Regions from separate parts of the Mus musculus genome. Here region 1 is linked to region 2. The links are chromatin contacts, called in public Hi-C maps. All regions are on one chromosome and are shown on one strand. The core of a region is the stretch at or near the end of the contact, and the rest is flanking DNA. Distances in the headings are between cores, read along the strand shown.

Evidence for each region. A called contact is a pair of places that touch in the nucleus more often than the background predicts.
Region 1: a Hi-C map of the N1E-115 cell line shows a contact between it and region 2, with 5 times the contacts expected there. The contact joins two enhancer-like sites. A contact is called at or near these places in 1 of 39 promoter capture datasets (hippocampal neurons), 12 of 484 Hi-C or Micro-C datasets (the N1E-115 cell line, brain, cortical neurons and 6 more) and 16 of 115 datasets of contacts at active chromatin or transcription factors (astrocytes, craniofacial prominence, differentiating embryonic stem cells and 9 more).

What each region holds. Positions count from the first base shown.
Region 1 is chr12:117,150,960-117,155,826 of GRCm38.p6, forward strand. The region is part of intron 12 of Ptprn2 (protein tyrosine phosphatase, receptor type, N polypeptide 2); the gene reads left to right. Gm10421 (predicted gene 10421) reads right to left here and starts at 310. Exons shown (of 3, transcript NR_033538.1): 1 at 1-310. Within about 2 kb of position 3,077, at least 31 of the 459 cell types and tissues checked have an H3K27ac peak or open chromatin away from gene starts, as enhancers often do. A contact at or near this core is called in the N1E-115 cell line, where this site is marked.
Region 2 is chr12:117,051,544-117,056,642 of GRCm38.p6, forward strand. The region is part of intron 12 of Ptprn2 (protein tyrosine phosphatase, receptor type, N polypeptide 2); the gene reads left to right. Among named protein-coding and RNA genes, the nearest start is that of Gm10421, 97 kb to the right of the region's middle. Within about 2 kb of position 2,493, at least 69 of the 459 cell types and tissues checked have an H3K27ac peak or open chromatin away from gene starts, as enhancers often do. A contact at or near this core is called in the N1E-115 cell line, where this site is marked.

The sequences.
Region 1 (4,867 bases), core at 1,827-4,326, 100 kb after region 2:
TGCCGGACAGCGCGCCCTGGTCTGGCCTGCATCTGCCCTGCTTCTGCCCTGGGCCCTGGCCTTCTCTGGCTGTTCTTCTGAAGTGACCGCGAGGGGTCCCTGCCACTTGAAGCAGAGGGGATGTATCCCACACTTGCTTGTGGTTCGGGACCTCTAAAAGCGAGAAAAGCAAGTGAGATTGACAGAAAGATAGCTCTGAGCCGCATCCTGGGATGTGCCAGGCGTCTCGTGGCCTTTAGGATCCTCTCAGTGCACTGCCTCCCGCTGAGTTTGCAACGCTGGCTCTGGGGCTGGAGTACAACAGGGCCACGAACTCTCCTAGGCTATGCGCGCTCCTATAAACCAGGGCCCGCGCGCCCCCGACTCCGCTGCCCCGCCCAGATCTCCGGGCGCCTTGTGCCTGCGCGCCCTAGGCTGCCAGACCCCTGTGTTCCCTGCTGCACTCCTGTTGTCTTTAAGGCGCTGTGGCTGCAGTAGGAGAGCCAAGTACCCTGGCATACCAAATGGGTGAGCATGGGGCAGGGCACACCCTCGCACTGGTGCTGAGTGATGGATCCCTTCACCCTAAGAGTACTTAAAGTACCTGGGAGGCTGAGTTTCTTGTCATAAAGAGAAATCTGTGTTCCCGGTCCCAGTATTCTGTGATCCATTTTCCAAGTCCAGTCGGGGGAGAACAGAGAAGAGGGGAAAAAGAGAAGCGAGGGAAGAGGAGGGAGAAGAGGAGGAAGAGGAAGAAGAGGAGGAGGTAGTGGTGGGTGGTGATGGTGGTGTTGGCTGGAGGCAAGCTTACACACAGGCTGTTGCTATGGAGAGGCCCGGTTGCTAGAGGGGATGAGGGCGGCAGGTCCCCTCCTCAGACTCCAGGTCTCATGTTCTCCTGTGCCAGAGCTCCTCCTGGGAATGGAACGCAAGGCACTGGGCACTCAAGTAGGCTGGGCTCTGAGGATGATTATAGGATTTGAGAAAAAACACCTCGGTCCTGGTCTTTGCCAGGACAGGCCTTTAGCTAACTGGCCTCCGTGCCCTGCAGAGTCCTGGGCCTGTTGAGGGCGCAACAGAAAGGGACCACTCTAGCAAACCTGATGGAGCGCCTCCGGGTTGCCATGCCGCAACCGATTTTAAGCAGGGGGTGGGGTGAGTGGGGGTTGGTGAGATGGGAGAGTGAGGGTTGGTGTGGGGGGGGGAGGGTCTGCAGGGCCTATCCTCTAGCATAGGGGCATCCCATACCCAAGAGACTATTGGGGAAAGCCCAATTTATACTCTTTGCCACCCCTCAAACTCAGCTTTCCCATGAAGTTACCAACTGCCTCTTCCAAACCACTCAGGCCTACAGGATTGGTGCAGGTTGTGCCACCGTCTCAGGCCTCTGGGGAATCTCTCCTTCAGCCCCTGTAAATTAAAGCTAAACAAAAGAGTTTAAGCCGGTGACCAGGGGAAGTCGTCCTTGGGAAGAGCACCAGCTTAAGCAAGCACTTGGTAGCACTGGACCCTCCTTTTGGGAGCCTGGTCCTTTCCAGGCTGTGGAGCTCCAGCCTCTTGCATTAGGCAGGTCTGGGGCTTCGCCCAGGTGGATGAAAAGGCAAGGCGGTACCAGCCTTTCCTGGCCCGGCCTGCAGTGGGGGCTGCGGAGTTTGTTCTAGGGTCCAGGAATTGGCTCTGCAGCCTCTCAGTGTGAGGCAGCAGGGTGGGAGTGGGGGGGTGTCGACCGTGCAAGCCTTCGTCTCCAGCTGTCCCAAGTGCCGGGAACAATGGGAAGGCGGCAGGAGAAGGGATTGGGGGGGGGGATGCGTCGGGGTTTCCTGAAAAAGAGCCCTCCGCAGACTGTCATCTGTGTATGACAAAATCTGCTCCCCCACACTTTCCTTTCTTCCCCTTGTTCCTGCAGCTGTGGGTCTTGAAGAGCGTATTGTACGCACAGATGTTGGGTTTCGCTCTTAGGCTCCTGGCCGCTCTGTGGGGGCGCAGCGCACCAGGGTGTCCAACCTGTGGCCATGCCCGGGGCCAAACAAGGGTTGGGGAGGAAGACTGTGGGAAGGGAAAGTCCGGGAGCCTCATGCAGAGAGTCGGAACCCAGAGGAGGACTCTAGAGACCGCTTGGCTAGCATAAACCCTCTGGAGTCCTGCCCCAGGTCTGCGCTCACGTCAAGTAATTGGGTAGGCTCCAGCGACTGGAAAGGTAGTCCTGTATCCTACACACAGGCCCCCGGGGGGTCGGGCGGCCATCTACGGTGATGACAAGAGCTTAAAGATGAAGAAAGAAATGCTTTTCACTGCTGCCTCAGTCAAACATATTGGGCTGGTAGTCCCACAATTGGCCTGGACCGAGTGGTGGCAAAGTCTCATTAGCACCTGCTTTCAACAGACTGCTCCCTATGAGCATCTGAGTCTTAGAAACTGGGGTTCATGTACAGTATGTGGTGGTGGGAGGATGGGGATGGGGGAGTCCCTTAGGTAATTAATGTGCTTCTGTTTGGAAAGGCGAGAACGGGCTCGGTTTACCGTAATTTTTTTTTTCTCCTGGAGAGTCTCTAGGAAATACTTCCCCTGCCATAAGCAAAGGTCACAGTAGGGCCATGAGGGGCGACTTTTCTAGTTGAGGCTTCATTCCCTCACCCTAATGCTACTCTGAACTTGGCCAGAAAGAAGTGCAACTCGGGAATGAAAGAAAGAAAGACTGAAAGAAAGAACCGGTAAAGGCCCAGGCTCCGGCGCGGTACCAATGACTGACAAAGCTTATGTCCATTCATAGTCTTGGGCGGATGAGGGTGTACGGAGAGCCGCGGCCCCTTAGCCAATTGCTGTCAGCAACATGTGGGGGGGGGGGGGAACGACATCGCTATAGCAACCGGTGGCTGGGCCGCGAGCCGCGCCGCCGTCGCCGGCCGGGTGCGCGCGGGGCCGGATATAAGGCGGGGCGCGGCGCCCGCGCCGGTTGGAGCTGCGCGCGCGGCCAGCCGCCTTGCGGGGACCGTCCCGAGCCCGGCCCTGCACCCGCCCACGCAGCGTCAGGACCCGGTGCGCCTAGCCAGGGGGCCGGGTTGGGGCGGAGCACGCCGGGCCGCACCGGCAGGCCTCGCAGAACTGCCTGCACCCTCGGCTCGGAGCGAGTGCTACGGCGCGCCACCGCTGGGACGCGCGGCACCTTTGTTTCCACCCGCCTCCTGAGAAGTTTGTGGTCAGAAGCAGGATGGCCCCTCTCGTCAGTGGCTTCAATGCAGGGAAGCAGTTGGTTGCGATGATGGCGCTGTCGCCAGCGGCCGCTGAGCCCCGAAGCGGCTTAGCAGGGCGCACACCCCCACCTCCTGCTTTCTTGGGCATCAAGCGTCCTCCCTGCTGCAGGTAACCAGGGATGGCCAGCCTTGTCGTGGCACTGAGAGGGGCGGTCGGGTGGGCCCTGGCAGAGGAGACAAGAGTGGGGTGGGGCAGAAAGGATCAAGAGTAGATACCCCCCCGGCCATCACCAAGCTTAGTGCTGGCAGGGCGCAGAACAGAACCTTCCAAGGGTTGAGGGTGTGCTTGAGGGCCCCAGATACAGGACTGGGCGTCTTGCCTAGTTCAGAGGGTAACTGACTTGCCACAGGACACATGTCAAAGGTCCGGCCAACAGGAAATACCACCTTTGGAATTATCTCCAGGTGGGTCTGAGGCGGAGTGCCCACGATGGTAGTTCTTTCTGAGCGCACAGATTAGAAGGGAGAGACAGAGGAGACTTCCCCAAGGGATAATGGGATAGTGGTCTGTAGGACTTCTCTTGAGTACTCCTCTCGGCTTGTCATAAGGCTGGGCCTCTGGGAAATTCAGAACTTGAAGAAAACGGCCTCGAGGATGAGAGGAGATGGAGACATACGGTATGATGAGCAAAGAGGGAGGATGGATGAAGGACAAGATGAGCAGCTAGCATAAAGGGGACTGGTCTGGGGACGTTTTCCTCTGGCAGCATTTTGGAGATCTCTTTACTCTCTCCTTTCTGGGGTCCCGGGTGTGCTTCTGTGCCATTTGATAGTCCCAGCTGGCGGCGAGTTAAGAGGACCAAGTGGGCCCGGGGCGGAGCGTTCAGAGAAGCAGGTGGGGGCGGCCCAGGAAAGTGAGGAGTCCTCTGACTCCCCAATCCCAGCCTCTCCAAGAATCACCTTTGAGCTTCTACCTCCCTGCCCCAGAGGGATCCTACACTTTCTCCCACCCTTATCTATCCGAGACCCCCACCCCCCGGGCGCGCCAGGTGGGGCGGTCGCGTACTCGCCAGAAAAACTTCTGACTCAGAGCTGTTAGAACAAGAGCTTATTTATTTCATTTCTGACTAATGGTTTGGTTCCTAAAACCCGCCTGTTTTGCGGTTAAAGAAGCTGCGCCCCCAGACATCTGGGTAGCCCCCAAATCAGCATCATTGACTTTTAAAGCCGAAGTCCCTTTGCGTCTTCGTTGCAACGCGACGCTCCAGGCTGGACTGCTTTAAAGAAGAGGGGTCAGTATAAGGATTGCCAGGGCCCTGTACGTGGTAGAACTAGGTGTGTACTGCAGTCCACCTGTCGAGCCTCACCGTGCCTCTGCCTGCCTGGGTCCTATCCCACTCAGTTTCTGCTCAGTTCTTCAGTTGTCCATCGAAGTCAGCAGACCTCGGGCTTTCTTAGGTACCAGGCATTGCGTGTTACTGCTGGAAACCGAGAGTCTTCCCGATCTGGTGTAAAGGGCTTAGTGGTCCAAATGGTTTTCACCAAGCCAGGATGACAGATTTTAGGAATCAAGCAAATATGAGGAAGCAGAGAAAGGAGGTTAGGGTTAGTGCCCACCAGCCCCCAGCCTAGATGCTCCACTCCTAAAGTGCACAGTGGCCCAGCTGGGGAGTGCTAGTCGGCCACGGTAGCGCTGC
Region 2 (5,099 bases), core at 1,243-3,742:
CTTTTTTCAGCATGAACTTCGAAAACATTCCTTTTCCCTAGTGACCCGTTTGTTACCCTAGCTGTCTTCCAAAGCCCCCCTTCCTAGCAGAGCAGGTGGGATCCTTGGGATATGTAATGGCCCAGCTTTGGGGGGTGGGGATCCTCTGTACTGTGGCTTCTCAAAATGTTCTGGTGACTCCTGGTCTGAGCCATGATCAACATGAGAGGCTTAAAGCTGTGTAATTCAGCATGAGAAATCTGACACGTGAAGATAATTGGACAGTTGGGGGGCTGATCAAAGGACCCACAAAAGGGTAAATCACCTCATGTGCTACCTCAAAATGACGTAAGAACAAGGGAGTGCTCTCAGACTATGGTTTGCAGAGGATAGCTAAAGGAGGGCCTTTTCTGCATCTTCTCTTGCTAGCCACGTACGTTGTACGTTCTCTAAAGCAGTAAGCCCTTTGCTTTACGTGAAATGTCCACTGCCAGGAGCAAAGAGATGATTCTCTCCCCCTTGTATGGAGAAGATAGAATTATGTGCCTGTCTCATATCTGTGACTCGTCTGCTTGTTGAAAACAGACCTTAGAAGAGAAAGAAGACATCGGCCAGGTGGGTCCTCACAGAACAACCCTCCACCATGTGTCAGGGTCCTGATGGGACCGCCACAAGTCCTCAGCGCACCACCCATGCCAAGGACAGCATTCCCCTGCAGGGTGCAAACTGCAAGTCCTTGGGCACTGAGGTCAAATTAAAAGTGAATACACTCACAGCAGGGCAAGACTAACCATAATGTATTCATTTCACATAGCACACCTTCTTTATCCATGGGATTCCAAGCTCTTCCCCTTAGGCTCCCCTTACCACCATGCTCAGCCCTTCCCTTGATATCTTGCTCTGCTGTTAATGGGCCTCCTACTCACACCATTCCTCTTCCTAGCATCTTATCTCTCCCTCTAACTCCAGCCTAGCTATTACTGCTTCTCCCACTGGCCATTTCTCCTCTACCTAATGGTGGCAGGCTAGGTCCAGGGAGCCTCATGCAGCTCTGCAGAGAGATTAGTGCACATCCTTAACAGGCAATGTTGGTGTGAACCTACAGGGCACTGTGATTACCCCCAAGACCAAATCAGCATAAGACAAGCAGCAATGGAATTCTTCCTCTGTAATTTCTTGTTTGTGAACAATTAGTTCTCTGAGGACTGTGATGACCTGCATGGGGGACTCCTGGTGCAGAGACATAGGATATAGTCACCAGGATAAAAGAGGACTGTGGTGACCTGTGTGGGGGACTCCTGGTGCAGAGACATAGGACCTAGAAAAAAACACCTGGTGGTTCTTCATCACAGGCCCTACTTATCAACAAGTTAACCTCCCTGCAACAGCCTTCAAACTGTGTGTGTTAAGCAACAACTGCTTATTATTCAGTGTAGCTTTCCAAAGAAAACCAGGGTATTGCAGATGTAAATATGTGTTCATTAGTTGTTCCCACAGCCACCTCAGTGAGCAATCCCCAACTGTCACATATACACGCATGGCCATACCTCCCAAGGGACCCATAGCCAGTGACAAGGAAGAACAGAGCTTAGAGAGAGGCATGCTAGGATCCCTTTGCATGAGGGGAGTTCGGTGTGGCCCATGTGCTAGAGAAGGTGGCAAAGACACCAAGCCAGGGAGTCCATATGCAGGCGCTGAAGGCCATCCAAGGAAGCCGTGCAAGGCCCTAGTGGCCACCATTGCGCTGTTTCCTTGTAATTATACACACCTCGTGTGCTTGCTTTTGAAGACATTAATTGCATGATTAGTTTTATGATTTCTTCTGATTACCAATTAAGTTACCTTTCTTATTTCATACATACCATTAGACCGTACAGTGGTGCTTTTTTAATTTCTCACTTAGCAGGGGTTCTCACACATCTGAAGGCTACATTACCCTCTCAATAAACAGAGAGGGTTTAATTTTCTGTGCAAGTATTGGTGTGGACTTGGCAGGATGATGTTTCAGATTTTATGCTATCAAGAGTGACATTTAATTTTATAGGGGGGTGGAAATCTTGGTTGTCACTGTCACAGCAATGTTCACAGAGCATGAGCTGAGAAACGTGTAGAGACCAGAGCCCGTGGTCCCACACTCCTGGCCTGCGTACAGTTGTCATGTTTCCTTTCTCTGAGGAGTCCATCTCTAGTCCTTCTCCCTTTATTTGCATTGGTTAATATGTCTGATTCTCCTAAGCTAGGCCCACAAAGGCCTTTGTGCAGGGCACTCTCCTGAGGTTGGTACATTCAGGCAGGCGTCTGTACAAACTGTTTTCCTTACACACGATTCGCACAGGAGTTTGTGCAGTGAATTCTCCTCCTCGGCGGGGTTGAGAAGGTGAGAAGCTGCAGCTGTACGGCATAGAGTGAGCGCCCCACATCGCCTGCAAAGAAAAATCCAAATGTAATCAACAGACGGTCAGGTGGAGGAGACTAATTGGATTGCTCTGAAATGACTCCATAAACCGGGAATGTGTGGGTGGAGGCAGGGTTTACCCATGTGATTCAGCGGTCCCGATTCACAGCGGCACACACAAAGGGGCTGCGAAAATGCTGTTTATAATATTGTGTATGGGTTGGAGACCCGCAGGTTGATTTAAAATGTATGTATAGTTCCAGGGCTCTGACAGCCAGGCCGCCCTGGAGGGGGAGCCGCTGGGAGGTCTAAGATACTTTTAATTGGATGTGGCTATAGAAAGAGAAAGTTCCAATTTCGATGTTGATCCTTGAAGTATTAGCTCGACAAAGCTTTGCATTGTGGTGCACAGAGAAAGGAAGGAGGACGAAAGGGGTGGGGGACACACTGTCCCTGCAGTACCATATGCTCTTCTGCGGGCCCACGAGGGCTACACACTTTCCTAGGGAAAAGTGAAAACCTGGGATGTTCCCACCACACACAGGGAGGGTACCCTAGTACCTCAACGCTATGATTTTTTTTCATAAATTGTACAAAAAATCATCACAGGGTTCCTGGGCACTCTTTATTTACCCCAGGCATGGGTGTTTAGCCACTCTGGCTCTTTCTAAATTCTGCTCCTTGTATTGTCTCTGCTCCTGAATTATGTATGAGCCTGAGTCTGTCAGTCCCTGAGCACAAAGACCACACTGGGCCTCTGGCACCCCTCAGTCTCAGTAATTACTGCTCCTTAAGGGCCAGTGTCCCTGCCCCAGTGTATTTTTGTGTATTTTTTAAAGACTAATTTAGGATTTCTTTAGGGGAGTTTTTCAGAGTCATCGTGTGTGGGGTGGGAGTGGGGAGGGCTCATTACCAGTGTTTCATGTAAGCCAAAATACAATATTATAAGTTAAAATTTAAAACTATTAAGAACAACAACAACAATAACAACAACAACAAAAAAAAGAGTTGGTAACATGAGTGGGTGCTGAAGAAGACCCACAGTGTAGTGCTCTGACTTCCCATCAAGCCCTCGGGTGGGGGTGGGCAGCTTGATCGGCTTGCCATCAGCTTCACCGTGGGCAGGGGGAAGGCGTGAAGGCAGGTGCCAGGGGTCCCACTCCAGGAGCTAGCTCTCCAACACCCGAATCTCTGTCCTGCAAGCATGTTGGTGTCAGTGGCCAATAGTGCTTGTGATGTTCCCTAGTAGCACATGGGAGGGACCTCCATGTAGGGTGGGCTCAACCAGCAAGGTCAGTTAGGAGGAGCAGTAGTTCCCCCTCACTCACACATGTCACCGGGAGACCCAAGCAGGCTGTGTACTGAGCCAGGGGCCTTTACCAGGGAACTTCCAGATGCTTGCCCTGGCTGCTCCCAGGAGAGTCCTGGTCTAGTGCTTCATTGGAAGGAAAACTGCTGGTTCCCAGTGGGGCCTGTGATGGGGACTTCTTCCAGGATCCGTGGTCTTTGGATGTGAATATCACTGCCAACAGTGTTCCTTCTAGCAGCTGCTTCCCAAGCTGGAACTCGGAGGGGCAAGGTGACTCTGGGCACACGGGAGTGGAGCATGGCCCCCTCTTTCAGTCCTTCGGAGCCAGGTGGTTCCACCTAGAACACTTGTTTATCCTGATCACTGCAGTTCTTATTTAGTGTACTGTGATGGGAGGGATAAACCATCACACCTTGCCTTCCCATTGGCTCGTCACATCAATACCCTTAAGTTCTACGTCAGACGATGCTCTACGGGGTCCATCTGTACAGTGTTCCTTCTGCAATTTGCTGTGCAAGCCAGGTGTCATTGGGTGGAAACTATGCCGAAGGGCAAGCAAGCATCCTACCACTGCCCCCATTCTTCTGACCTCGTGGTTGGTTCTTGGGCTGCGTCTTGTCCTCGTCTACACAGTTCTGACTGCCCCACCTCCACTGTTTCCGGCCCTTCCCTCATTATTTTCGAAGAGCTGAGCGAGTCAGGCTGATATGGCCACTGGTTCTGCTCTGTTGCCCCCAGTGTGGATTTTAACTCTGCTTTTGTAGCTTTAATTTCCTTACTCTTTCTTCATCTCCCCCAGTTCCTGCTCTTTGCCTTCATAACTTGATAACAGCCTAGCTTTTATTAAGCTGCTGTTTCTCATCGCACTGTGTCTTGGCTCCCACATTACTAACTCTGTCCCTGCGCCTTCTTTGGGCCGCGCAGGCAGCCAACCTCTTCTGGCCGTGTTTGTGAATATGTTCGCGAGGCTATTGCTTCAAAGCATGGGATACTGTGGCCTTTCCTGCCTTACAAATAGTCTCCCCAGATGCCCAGTAGATGGTTTTTAATCTTTTCTCTTTACTCAAGTCAAGAAGCCCCACACAGCTTCTTATTCTGACACAAGATGAGAAATGTGTTAGTCCCCTGGCTCAGGTCCCTGTCCACTCCTCTGTCAGAAGGATTCTCTTCCAGACACATGGCTCATGCATGGAGCAGGGAGATGGTTGATGCGCTCAGCCGAGGACAATCCCTGGATTCTGATGTATGTTTTAGACAGCTTTAGTGAAGTATAATTGATCTGTGATAAAATAGCCAATTAGATGCATTTAAAATATATTACATTTTCAACTAACTCATGGGGGTGGGCCATGATATACAAATGAAAGTCATAGGACAATTTGCAGGGACCAAACCATCTTACCCATCATTGTTGGA